Linked DNA regions of Mus musculus: region 1 is linked to region 2. A link is a contact called in public promoter capture Hi-C data. All regions are on one chromosome and are shown on one strand. The core of a region is the stretch at or near the end of the contact, and the rest is flanking DNA. Distances in the headings are between cores, read along the strand shown.

Region 1 (7,217 bases), core at 1,114-3,613, 120 kb before region 2:
GTGGAAAGACACCAAGCCAATACCCTGAATTACAGAAATAAGAGCAGGGGCTTTGGGCCCAGCAGGAGGGAAAGATGACAGTCTGACTAGACCAAATGCCAACCTTGTATCCTGCATCATTGTGAGAATGTAAATGGGCTTGGCCACTGAGGAAAACAATTTGCAATTATCTTCTATACTTAGACCTAGTTGTCCTCATAATTCGAATAGCATTCTAGAGAGGGCTTTGCTCAGCCTTTGTAGTAGAAAAAAAAAACAGAATATGACCGAGTAGAACCTGCTCAACTTTCCTCAGCAAGAGGGACATTTTCACCGAGAGGAACATCATACAACAACAAAAATCACCTCCTGCTACGGGCATCAATATGGAAGCACCGTGAAAACAGAAAGCTCCATGGGAAGACCTTCCGAGGTGCCTCGGTGGTTAAGAGCATTTGCTGCTCTTGCAGAGGACCTGGGTTCAGTTTCCAGCATCTGCGTGGTGACCACACCAATTTTACCTCCAGTTCTAGGGACTCCGAAGCTCTCTTCTGAACTGAGGTTACCAGGTATGCACATAGTATGTATGTAGTGCACATACACACATGTAGGGGAGCCCTCATACACATAACATAAAAACAGGTGCTGCATAATAAAGAACAATGAACTCCTGGGGTCATTTTCCAAGAGTGGGTCCATTTCACTCACAAGAGTTTTGATCTCTCCTGTCCTAATCAGATGCTAGTCCAATCTGAAACAAGTCTTGTCTACAAGAGAATGGTCTAATCAAAGAGAGTCTAATCTTAAGCAGTAGCCCAAACGAAGGCTACTCTCTTTGTAGATTGAACAGCACAGCACATATGGTAACAAAAAAGGAAGGAGGAACCTTTGTCTTAGGCAATCGATGCTTTCCAAACCACACAAGGCCACATAAACTCCTAACGGATCTGGTGGCTTCAATTTGCTCTAAAATCACATTGGTTCTTACAGACAATAGTTTTTTAAAAAGGACTTGAAGTAGGGAGGGGGTGTGCTGGGGTGCCTGATGCCTAGGGGTAGTGAGAAGGAAGGGGGGAGAATGTATACAACCAAGATACATTGTTTACATGTATGATATTGTCAAAGAATAAATAAAAGATAGTCTATTTTTAAAAAGAAAGAAACCACAGCTTAAAATAAACATATATCAAGGCGTTTTGCTCGGAGATGTTTGTCCTTGTGAGCAATGGCATCTGATCTCACTTCTCTACCCTGCTCAAATCATCACAGACTTGCTGTGGCAACATCCCCTTTCTAAACTATTCCCTGAGCAGTTATTGAAAATTCAGCTTCCTTCTGGAGGGGGTGGATTCCTCAGGCCCAGATTAATGGCGTCAGATCTGTGGGTGAGGCTGCATCTATAATAAATAAAGGCTGTCCCAGAACACTGCTGTTTGAGAATCCCTTTGATGTCTCCCTTTCTTTCACGAGCTACAGGATTCACTGACTCTTTTTCTCAAAGGGACTTGGAAGCCAGGCGTGCTGGGAGCATCTGTAGCTACAGCTCTCTGAGAGGCTAAGCAGGAGGCTATCAAGTTCGAGGCGAGCCTGGGCTACATTGTGAGATGAGGTATCAAAAGATTCCAGTAGCACCAACAGGAGATTTGGGCCTAGTTTTCTCCTTCTGTTGAGTTTTCTTCTTCTGAAGTTGGCACTGTGAGTCATGCATCTAGGTAAATAATTTTCTCAAATGCCAGCGCACGCGACCGGCGAGAGGAGAGCTTTGGGGAGACAGCTCTCTCCTTCCACCTTATCGATGCAGGCTCTGTCTTATGTTCTCTGATGGAGTGAAGCTGAGTACTCCTAGCTAGCTGGCCTAAGAGCTTCCAGCCAGCTCTGTCACCAGCTCTCATCTCTCAAACGGAACGTTGGGGTTACAGATGAGGGCTTCTGTCTCTAACGTTTAACATGGGATCACCAGGTGTTGAAACTGGGTCCTCAACCCAGGTCTTCAGGCTCCGACAGCAAGGACCTTTTTTTTTTTTTTAAACCTTCTGAGCTGTTTTGTCCCTTCGTCCTTCTCATTTATTTAAAGGACAGCAATCTTACTGTTTGTCAGCAGCAGGGCCTTTATCAAGAGATTGCATGTTTGCATTCTGTCACGTTTATCAAAAGCCCAGTCAAGAGAAATAAATCTTTGTTTGATGGATTTCCTGAGAATGTGTGGCTCGCTCATTTAAACATTTTAAGCAGGTCTAGACTCTACTTTGGAAACAGGGAGACAGTAGCCTCCCTGGGATTGACTGACTGCTCTCTCGGATGCTTTAATGAACCTTGCTTCGGAATTACGTCACCAGTCTTACTTTGAACACTGTTGAAACAGAGGGATGCCAGACTTGGGGCAAACCTATGATCCTGGCTCTTTGGAGGCTGAGGCAAGAGGATAATGAGTTTGAATCTGAGATCGGCCTGAGTTATTTTGTGAGTTCTATATTTATACAGCAAGACCTTGCCTCAAAATAAATACAGGAAGAGAGAAGGGAAGAAAAATGAGAGTGAGTTGTGGGGGCAGAGATCGCCACAGTTCTAAGACTGAAGCGTCTTTCTCTGGAGACTGTGTGGCATGCTCTGGTCACAAGAGGGCGCTGTTTCTATAGCTTGCAACAGTCTTGCAAATGATCTGTGAACTCATGGATGGGAGAAGTTTGCTGTCTCAGAGTCGCAGGTTTCCGCAGTGAGGCATGTTTCGACACTCCAGTCCAGACTGTAGCTGGAGCCTCCCCAAACAAGGACGTCTGTGCAGAGACAGAACCAGTATTGTCAAAACATCAGTTTCAGGATCTAAACTAGAATAAAAGATAAACGACCTAGAATATTTCTTGGCTTAAAACGGAAGTATTGGAGCTGTACGGATGGCTCAGCAGTTAAAAGCACTTTTTGCTCTGGCCGAGACTCAAGTTTGATTCCCAGTATCCACATGGAGGGTTCCAGAGGATCTGATAACCTCGTCTGGTTTCTGCAAGCACTACATGCGTAAGGTATCCATACATAGGTAGTCAAACCACTCATAAACATAAAATAAAAATAAATAAACCTTTAAAATGGAAGTGTCATCCCATGATGCTGTGGTGGGCCCACACAAGTATCCATCCGAAGCATCGGGTCACAGCACGTCATACCTGCCAGGGACTCAGAACACAGAGGGCCAGTGAACTCAACCACCGTTAAGCAAGTGAGTGGGTTGTGTTCTACTGCACGGATTTTACTGGACCAAAGAAAACCAACAGGGGAATTCGCGTTGGAAGAGGCACGTCTGGACTCAAAATGGAGGCCATGATCCAAAGGAACCAGAGCAGCTGAGAAAGCTGTTTTTTGGTGGTCTGAGCTTCGGAACCACAAATAACTTAAGAGAACATTTTGAGAAACGGGGCACTATTAGAGACTGTGTGATAATGAGGAATCCCCAACAAGACGTTCCAGAGGCTTAAGGCTCCTGACCTTATCTCTTGATGCTGCGGTGAGTGTTCCCCCCACCCCCCTCCCAAAGCTGATGACTGGGGTGGAACCGAGGCGCCATTTCTAGAGAGGCCAAAAGCCATGGTACTTGTTGAACAGTGAAAGAAAATGTTGGTAGTATAAAGGAAAATACAGAAGAGTATAATCTAAGAGACTACTTTGAAAAGTATGGCAGAAGCCATCTACATCATAGAAGTCAAAGAGTGGGGAAAAAAAGAGGATTTGCTTTTGTAACTTTTGATGATCATGGCAGAGTTGATAAAATTGTTCAGAAATACCACACTGTCAATGGGTGTAATTGTGAAGTGGAAAGAGCTGTTTCTAAACAAGAGATGCACCTGCTGACCACAAAGAGTCTGTCAATGGGCATAATTGCGAAGGAGAGATGCAGTCTGCAGGATCGTAGAGGGTTGGGGAGGAGGATGTGGCAACTTTGTGGGTCAGTGAGGAAACTTTGGAGGCAATTTTGGTCTTGGTGGAAACTTTGGTGGAAGAGGAGGCTATGGTGGCAGAGATGGTGGCTGCAGAGGTAGTTACAGAAGTGGTGATGGTGGATATAAAGGATTTGAAGGTGATGGTGGTAACTGTGGTGGTGGTCATGGTTACAATAGTAGAGGAGGCAATGGTGGTGGACCAGGATATGGAGACCGAGGTGGTGGAGGAGGATGTAACGGTTACAATGGAGGGAACTTTGGTGGAGGTGACTGTGGTGGTGGTGGTGGTGGTGGTAGGAACTATAATGACTTTGGAACTTAGAGTGGATAATGGCACGGATCCAGGGGTGGGTTAGTTTTGGTGGAAGAAGCTCAGGCAGTCCCCATGGCAGTGGCTATAGGTCTGATGGTAGAAGTGGTGGACTTGGTAGCAGAAGGTTTTACAAACAGTAGAAAAGGGCTATAGTTCTTAGCAGGAGAGAAAGTGAGGGGTTGTCAGGAAAGCCATAGGTTACTTTGAGATAGTTGTTCCGCATGCCTTAGAGGAACTGTAAAAGTCTGCCACAGAGGGAGCGATGATCCATAGTCAGAAACATCACTGCAACTTAAACAGGAAGCTTAGGTCTATCATAGTGTAGTTTGCAAAATGTGCAGCTGTTTATTAATGCAATGTAGTGTCAATTAGATGTATATCCCCGAGGCCTTTTATCTGGTACAACAGTACCTTTCTCTTCATTACATCAGGCATATTGTCCTGTAAATTGTGGTAGTGGTACCAGGAATAAAAAATTAAGGAATTTTTTTCCTAAACAGAACAGCAATGGCTTGCACAGTAAGATCAAGAATTGACAAATGAGTCCTCATAAAATTGTAAAGCTTTTGTAAGGCAAAAGACACTGTCAATAAGACAAAAAGGCCACCAACAGATTGGGAAAGGATTTTTACCAATCCTAAATCTGATAGGGGACTGATATCCAATATATACAAAGAGCTCAAGAAGCTGGACTCCAGAAATTCAAATAACCCCATTAAAAATGGGGTTCAGAGCTAAACAAAGAATTCTCAATTGAGGAATACCGAATGGCTGAGAAGCACCTGAAAAAATGTTCAACATCCTTAATCATCAGGGAAATGCAAATCAAAACAACCCTGAGATTCCACCTCACACCAGTCAGGATGGCTAAGATCAAAACTTCAGGTGACAACAGATGCTGGGGAGGATGTGGAGAAAGAGGAACACTTTTCCACTGCTGGTGGGATTGCAAGCTTGTACAACCACTCTGGAAGTCAGTATGGAGGTTCCTCAGAAAATTGGACAAATACTACCGGAAGATCCAGCAATACCTCTCCTGAGCATATACCCAGAAGAAGTTCCAACTGGTAATAAGAACACCTGCTCCACTATGTTCATAGCAGCCTTATTTATAATAGCCAGAAGCTGGAAAGAACCCAAATGTCCCTCAACAGAAGAACGGATATGGAAAATGTGGTGCATTTACACAATGAAGCACTACTCAGCAATTAAAGACAATGGACTTACAAAATTCTTGGACAAATGGAGGTATCTGGAGGATATCATCCTTAGTGAGGTAACCCAATCACAAAAGAAGTCATTAGATATGCACTCACTGATAAGTGGATATTAGCCCAGAAACATAGAACACCCAAGATACAATTTGCAAAACACAAGAAAATCAAGAAGAGGGAAGACCAATGGGTGGATACATCATTCCTTCTTAGAATAGGGAACAAAATACCCATGTAAGGAGTTAAGAGACAAAGTTTGGAGCTAAGACGAAAGGATGGACCATCCAGAGACTACCCCACCCGGGGATCCATCCCATAATCAGCCACCAAACCCAGACACTATTGCATATGCCAGAAAGATTTTGCTGAAGGGACTCTGTTATAGCTGTCTCATATGAGGCTATGCCAGTGCCTGGCAAATACAGAAGTGGATGCTCACAGTCATCTATAAGATAGAACACAGGGCCCCCAATGGAGAAGCTAGAGAAAGCACCCAAGGAGCTGAAGGGGTCTGCAACCCTATAGGTGGAACAACAATATGAACTAACCAGTACCCCCAGAGCTCATATCTCTAGCTGCGTGTGTAGCAGAAGATGGCCTAGTCGGCAATCACTGGGAAGAGAGGCCTCTTGGTATTGCAAACTTTATATGCCCCAATACAGGGGAATGCCAGGGCCAAGAAGTGGGAGTGGGTGGGTAGGGGAGCAGGGCTGAGGGAGGGTATAGGGAACTTTCGGGATAACATTTAAAATATACATAAAGAAAATATCTAATAAAAAAGACACTGAAAAAAAATTAAGGAATTTTTAATGAGGAGGGGGAAGGAGGAGGAGGAGGAGGAGGAGGAGGAGGAGGAGGAGGAGGAGGAGGAGAAGAAGAAGAAGAAGAAGAAGAAGAAGAAGAAGAAGAAGAAGAAGAAGAAGAAGAAGAAGAGCAACAACAACAACAGCAGCAGCAACAGCAACAACAACAACAACGGCTTCAGAGATGGCTCAGTGGTTAAGAGCTGATTTTTCAGAGGACATGGGTTCAATTGCCAGGACTCACAACTCACAACTGTTTGTAACTCCAGTTCCAGGGGTCCACCACATTCACACTGATATATATGCAGGCAAAACACCAATGGACATAAAATTAAAATTCAATTATATTTTTTAAAGAAGACTAACATGTATGGGCTTAAGTGCTTTGAGATACAGAGCAGCCACCTCATAGTAAATATTCTGCTCTCTGTGTGTGTGTGTGTGTTCGTGTGGTGTGTGTGTGTGTGTAAATGTTGATGTGCATGAATGGAGGTACATACATACTATATTGTGCACATGGAGGTCAGAAGAATCATCCAGTGTCAGCCCTCAATGTCTACCTTGTTTGAAACAGGATCTTTTGTTTTTCATTACAGCGTTGTCCACCAAGCAGGCTGGCCTGCTAGCATCCAGAGGTTCTCGGTCTGCCTCCCATCTTGCCATGGGAACCCTGGAATTACAAATGTGTGCTACCCTGTCTGGCATTTAGAAGGGTTCTAGGACTCTGACCTCACGTCTTCATGCTTGTAAGCCTAGGATCTTCCCATGGAGCCACCTACCCAGCCCCCGAGGACCTCTTGAGCCTCCTTGTAAAGCAAAGGCCCTGGAATCCCATGGCTGGGCTGGGAGGGGTTAGCGACGGACCCTAGAAAACAAACAAGCTTTTGGTTTGCTCTGGCTGCGCTTATGAAGTCCACTGTCACCCAGTGGTGACCCCATCCTCCTGTGAACTAGAACAGAAAGGGGTTGCCACCCATGG
Region 2 (6,501 bases), core at 1,047-3,546:
TCCAGGCCTTATAGTCAAGTGACTTATAGTCAGTGCAGTGACTGGCCTGATTTAGGACCTTGTGAATATTTCTCATTTCAGCAACAGAAAAATCTTTGTTGGTCCAGAAAAAAAGTTAAGGCTAGGGACGTGGCCAGCTGGACATGGGTGTGAATGGTAGGGATTGGCCCTGAGACTGGAGAATCCTGCCTGTTCCCACAAGTACATGGATGTTTCCCTTACATTGAGATTCCGATAGATAAATTCCCTTTGGAGGAGACCTGTAGATGCTGCCTTCAAGACAGTTCCAGCCAACAGATATTGTCCCGAGTAATCTCTATAGACACCCTCCACCCCCGCCCCACCATGATGGTGTTTTAAAACTTGGATTTTTTTGTTTGTTTGGCTTTTCAAGACAGTATTTCTCTCTCTAACCTTGGCTGTCCTGGAACTCACTCACTCTGTAGACCAGGCTGGCCTCAAACTTCGAGACCCACCTGCCTCTGCCTCCTGGGTGCTGGAGTTAAAGGTGTGCGCCACCACCCCTGCAAATCTTGAATTAAAAAAAAAATGATTTTGGTTTTCTTTTTTAAAGACTTGTTTGTTTGTTTATTATATGAGTATGCTGTAGCTGACATATTAGAAAAGGGCATCGGATCCTGTTATAGATGGTTGTGAGCCACCATGTGGTTGCTGGGAATTGAACTTAGGTCCTCTGCAAGAGCAGCCACGGTTCTTAAGTGCTACGCTGAGCCATCTCTCCAACTCAAATCTTGAAACCTTTATTGTGAAGCACTCAGAACGTTGTATATTTTGTTCTTTCTTTCCTTAGTTCTCTCATTTTGTGCCCCCCACCCCCACCCCCAGCATCAAACAACACCTGAACACATTGAGAAGGGACCACGCGACTGTCAGGTCAAGAGTGTAATAGTGAACATAGAACCCGTCCTCTGCCCTCTGATGGCTATAGACAGCTGTCCTTTCCACAGAGCACAATGGGAGAAGTGCCCAGGGAAGGACAGGATGTCATGGGATCACCAAGTGTGGGGGAAGGAAGTCATTTTGAGATTGAAGCCTGAAGCAGAGGCTCAGACAGCGTGCAGAGGAAGGAGTGTGTTCCCGGCGAGTGGAAAGTTCACTTGATGAGGATTTCAGGCTCACTGAATGGAGTATATTTCTGTAGCCGTCCCTGACTTTGTGTCATTCAGCTAAGAGGGTTCCAAAATAGCAACCCTGACGCATGGAAGAAAGGAGCCCATTTGAGCTCTCAGTGGCCTCTGGCCACCAACCGCTGCCAAGCAGCTCTGCACCTGCGCAGTCGCTGCTGACACACGTGACCAAGCTCTGCTTAGCCAGTCAGATTGTTCAGGCACAGTGGGTACTACTGAATGTTTTGCCTGGAACATTCTGGGACTGAAAAAAGATGTTTTTCCCCTTCTTACTAATGTCTTTCCCTCACTTTGTTTGTTGTTTGGTTTTTGAGACAGGGTTTCTCCGTGTAGCTCTGGGTATCCTGGAAACCACGCTGTAGACCAGGCTGGCCTCGAACTCAGAGATCCACATGCATTAGTCTCTGGAGTGCTGAGATTAAAGCATTCCACCACCACGTGGCTCTCCCTCAGTTTTTATCCTGAAACATAAAATGTTTGGGGGGGGGGGGGGGAGGCAGAGAAAGAACACAGCTCATGGGGTAAATAGAGAGTAAGAGCCCAGGCACCTGTCCCTTCCACCGTGGTGGCCCAGCGGTAAACTCCTCCTGAATGACCTTGTGTTTAGTGTTTTGTTTTTTTCTTTTAAAAGGTCACATGAGGGCTTGTCTTAGCAGATAGTATTAGCCCATCACCATGTTCCAACAAAATCAATGAAGCATAGGCCAGAGAGCAGTTCCTAAATAGATGGATTTATACGCTTTCATGAGAGGCCATACTGGCAACTTCAAAGTGCTTGCCGGGGTGGGGGTGGGGCTGGGGGTGGGGGTGGGAGGCTGCGGATTAAAGCAACCGCCTTCTTTCAATGACAGGGAAAACCTTAACAGGATCCTTTGTAACAGTAACAGAACGAGGATGGTCTCAACCAAAAGCTGTTTCAGGATCGTTGTCTGCCTGGGCTGTGGGGGTGTTTTGTTTACTCACAACTATGCTATCCAGTATATTTCCAGTGGTTTTACAAGTTTGAGTTTATTTGGAGTAATAAGGTCACTGGGCCGCCTCACTCACTTCCTGTTACGTTCGTAATTCAGAGTATTGGAACAGGCCATGTCAGGAAATGACCTCCTGGACGAGCCATGTTTGTCTAACCGGGTCTCAATTTGCTTTCTTCAGGCTGGGTGGTGTGGCACTCGTGCTGGGGACTCAGCTAGATAGATGGCCGGGTCAGAGTCTGCCTGAGCAGCTGCCAGACCCAAGAAACAAAGCTTCATTTCTTTGTTGTTTTCATACTCTGTATTTTCCTTTTGATCTTTACTAAAATGTCCTGGCTTTCCATCTAAACCATAAGCACATCAAGTGTGGGTATTGTTTGCTTCTTGTAGAAATGACCTTGCTGCGTTGTGTTTGCCGGTCAGGGATTCTCTAGGTGTCTTTCCATCTGAGGCAGTCTCCATGCTCTTTATAAACGGCAAAGTCACTGCTCAAAGATAAATTGGCAAGGCAGTGCGTTTTAGAAGCCCTAGTCTCTAGGGCTCAGTAACTGAAGAGTTCTTTCTGGGTTGTTTATTTGTTTTCTTGACCTTTGAGCCCCAGCATAACTCAGCAAAGTTTTCTGCTGCTTGTTAAACAAAGGGGGAAATGTGCCGATGCTGTTACTGTGTCAGGGTTTACACAGACGTTTGTTTATGTAAGCCTTGGACGTAAGTTCATGGAGTTTGGAAACACTTGATAAGCATTTTGTCTTTTTATTCATTAAATTTTTGTTTTATATGTAGGCCATAATCTTTCCCCTGATGTCAACAGGAAAAGTCATTTTAAAGTGTTTTAAGGCTCAGAGTTAATACATTGTGGCTTAGTTTTCTTTCTTTCCTTCTTTCCTCTTCCTCCTCCTCCTCTTCTTCCGACTCTTCCTTCTCTTCCTCCTCCTCCTCCATCTTTTTTCCTTTTGCTATAATAAATACTATGACCAAAACAGTTCACCATGAAGGGAAGCCTGATTAGGGGCTCAAAGCAAGAACGGACGCAGAAGCCGTAGAGGAAGTCTGATCACCACTGCCTTGCTTTCCAGGCTCCCACTCAGCTACCTCTCTTTTGCCTTCCAGGACCATCTGCCTACAGTGGGTTGGTCCCTCCCACATTGATCATTAATCAATAAAATGTCCCACAGGCTTGCCTATCGGCCAACTTGACGAAGGCATTGCCTCACCTGAGGTCCCTTCTTAGATGACTGTAATAGGTGCCAAGTTCACAGTGAACTAACTAACACATTGCAGCTTCCCTCAACTTTGTTTTTACTCTTATGTTGTTAACTTCCATTTCAGTTATGTGTGTGTGCATGCACACAGCATGGAAGTTGGAGTGAGATACTGTGTATGCTGTGGCCTGCATGCGGAGGTCAGAGGACAACTGTCAGGGATCTGTCCTCTCTGTCTGTTATGGGCTTTGTGCCAAGGACCAGCCTCAGCTTGGCTTGGGGTTCCTAAGAGAAAGGGTGTCTGGGAGCCGCGAAACAGTTCTAAGCTGACGACTTGTGTTCCGCTAGAGACAGCTTTCCAGATTGCTCGCTGTGTTCTACTCTGCTCGAGACAGCTTTCTCTTGCTATTCTAAAAACTCTTACGATAGCTCAGATCAAAAGCCCAGTTTTTAATTTATGTATCAATTCAGTCATTCCCCAGGTTCCGATGAATCAGCATCCTGTGACTCCAGCCCTTTGATTCTTAGACAGAGTCAGCAAGCACAAGCACAGACAATAAGATAGCTGGGTGAGACCCAACTCTGAAATTATCATTCCTACCATGCCTGGGCCTGGACCTAAATTCCCTCTGTCCCAGGCTGATCTTGATCTCAGGAATCTACCGGCCTTTGTAAGTATAAACAAAAAAACTTTGCTGGATGGGACCTTGCCGTGTGATCACCACTCCCTAAATCTATTTCTTTCCTTCCTTAGTATCTGACAAGCTAGCTCAGAGTTCAGTTGCCTTTAGGTCTGTGAAGCTCATTATATAATTTGTATTGCATCCTTATATGTTGCATAGTTGAGAAATTATATATTTTTGAACTCATGGATTCGTTGTTCTTTCCCACAGCCTTGAGGGCTATCCTGAAGGTCACAGTGTTCTACCATTTAGCTGAGACATAGACACACCCTCGCCTCCTGGACTCATGCTGTCTCTGATTATCATGGAGTCATCAAGCTTGGCAGAGAGGACCTTCCTTGAAGGAGGAACATGAAAATATGTACACCATTATACAAACAAGCCATATGCCCACAGCCACCACTGACACCCGTGGAGGCCCACACACTGCTGGCCTGTTCCAGGGGCAGGAAACCAAGTTATACTGTTCCTTACATGGCCAAGCCAACTTGGTACTCTGGGTATGGAACTAGGTTATCAGGCTTGTGCAACAAGCACTTTGACTCTGAGCTATCTAGCTTCAACTTTTATTTCCGCATTTTCTTGAGAAGTATCAGATTTCCACATTTTTAAAATACAGCATTATTTTTGGTTGACCTTCCCCACCATCCTCTCCTCTCCCATCTCTCTCCTCCCCCACTTCTGTTTTTATAGCATATCTGTCCGACTCCTTCCCCTCCCAAATTAAAGAATCTCTTTTTCCCCTCACAAGCCCTTTTAAGTCTCCATGGTTCTGTATACACTTAACTTAAATGAACTTTAAAAAAATATCAAAAGATAGGAGGATCTGCATATAAGAAACAATCTGTGGTTTGACTTTCTGAGCTTGGGTTACCTCACTTCATGTGTTTTCCAGTTCTACCCATTTCTTACACATAATTTCAGGCTCTTTATAGTGGAATAAAGTCCATTGTGTATAGTTTCACTACATTACCCATTCATCAGTTGGTGGACATCTAAGATAATAGCCACTTTTTTGCCATGATCCCATAATTATAAATTCTAGGTCTGAAAAGAATCTATTTGTTATTTTTTTTTTACATTGGGATCTCAGCTTTTCGTGATTTGGAATGTAGCTTAGCACAGTTCTTTCCATGTCTTGGTGCTCTTCATGTTTGCATGTGTAGACATTGTAATTAGACCCTGAGAACTCCCTTTTATGACTCTGAAGACGAGCTGTCTGGATCCACAATCATTTAACTGTGAACTTCCACTATAATAATTAAAAGGGTGGGGGTGGGGGGGGGCAGGCAGGACAAAGGAAGCCATTCCTAATTGTTTAAGAAACCAACGAACCCACCCCTTGCTTGGGCTGCATGGAATGTAACCTTAGAGGGACACCTGCTTTCTAGCGTCTCTTTGTTCACACAGGAGAACATTCTTAACAAAGGCGCCATTCCCGCTCAATGTGGAAGGTCAGAAACAACAATTGCAGTGTGCTTGTGTAAAAGCACTTTGGATTCTAGACTCTGCCTTTGCATTGAAACCATGTGCAGGTTTAAGCAAGAGAAACTGATGCTTGAAGTATGCTTGGTAAAAGCTGTTGCTGCTGTTGCATAGAAACCACTTGCAGATTGAACTCAAGTTGGCAGAGGTGAGTCAGGTCTCAAAATGGAGTCATGATCCAGAGGAACGGGAGCAGTTGAGGAAGCTGTTTATTGGTGTCCTAAGCTCTGAAACCACAGATGATAGTTTAAGAGAACATTCTGAGAACGAGGAACGTTACAGGTTGTGTGGAGCTGAGAGACTTTCAACAAAACATTCCAGGAACTTTGGTTTTGTGACTTGCTCCTGTGTTGAAGAGGTGGATGTAGGAATGTGTGCCCGGCCATGAAAACTTGATGGTTGTGGTAGAACCAAGGAGCAGTTTCTAGAGAGTCCATAAATTGTTATCAATAAGCATAACTGTGATGTGAAAAGGGCCATTTCTAAACAAGAGGTGCATCTGCTGACCACAGAGAGTCTGCCAATGAGCCTAACTGTGAAGAAGAGATGCAGCCTGCTGGATCATAGAGAGAGTGGAAGGAGGATATGGCAACTTATGGCTCTTGGAAGCAATTTTGGTCTTGGTGGAAACTTTGGTGGAAGAGGAGGCTATGGTGGTAGAGATTGTGGCCAAAGAGGTAGTTACAGAAGTGGTGGTGGTGGATATAAAGGATTTGAAGGTGATGGTGGTAACTCTGGTGGTGGTCATGGTTACAATAGTAGAGGAGGCGATGGTGGTGGACCAGGATATGGAGACCGAGGTGGTGGATGTGGTGGTGAAGGAGAAAACTTTGGTGGAGGTAACCATGGTGGTGGTGGTGGTGGTAACTATAATGACTTTGGAAATTAGAGTGGATAACAGCATCAAAATATGGATCCATGAACGAGGGCAGTGTTAGAGGATGCTTCAGATAGTCTGCGTGGTGGTAGCTTTTGATCTGTGGTAGAAGTGGTAGGTATGGAAGAGGAAGGC

The links. Capture Hi-C pulls out chosen DNA fragments and counts their contacts.
Region 1: a promoter capture Hi-C map of adipose tissue shows a contact between it and region 2. The contact joins two enhancer-like sites. A contact is called at or near these places in 1 of 484 Hi-C or Micro-C datasets (brain), 4 of 115 datasets of contacts at active chromatin or transcription factors (the 230-238 cell line, bone marrow-derived dendritic cells, differentiating embryonic stem cells and 1 more) and 4 of 9 other capture datasets (adipose tissue, embryonic stem cells, liver and 1 more).

Annotation. Positions count from the first base shown.
Region 1 is chr1:165,731,732-165,738,948 of GRCm38.p6, reverse strand. No RefSeq gene overlaps it. Among named protein-coding and RNA genes, the nearest start is that of Gm46168, 16 kb to the left of the region's middle. Within about 2 kb of position 2,363, at least 43 of the 459 cell types and tissues checked have an H3K27ac peak or open chromatin away from gene starts, as enhancers often do. A contact at or near this core is called in adipose tissue, where this site is marked.
Region 2 is chr1:165,613,061-165,619,561 of GRCm38.p6, reverse strand. All of the region lies in intron 1 of Mpzl1 (myelin protein zero-like 1), which reads left to right. Among named protein-coding and RNA genes, the nearest start is that of Mpzl1, 18 kb to the left of the region's middle. Within about 2 kb of position 2,296, at least 114 of the 459 cell types and tissues checked have an H3K27ac peak or open chromatin away from gene starts, as enhancers often do. A contact at or near this core is called in adipose tissue, where this site is marked.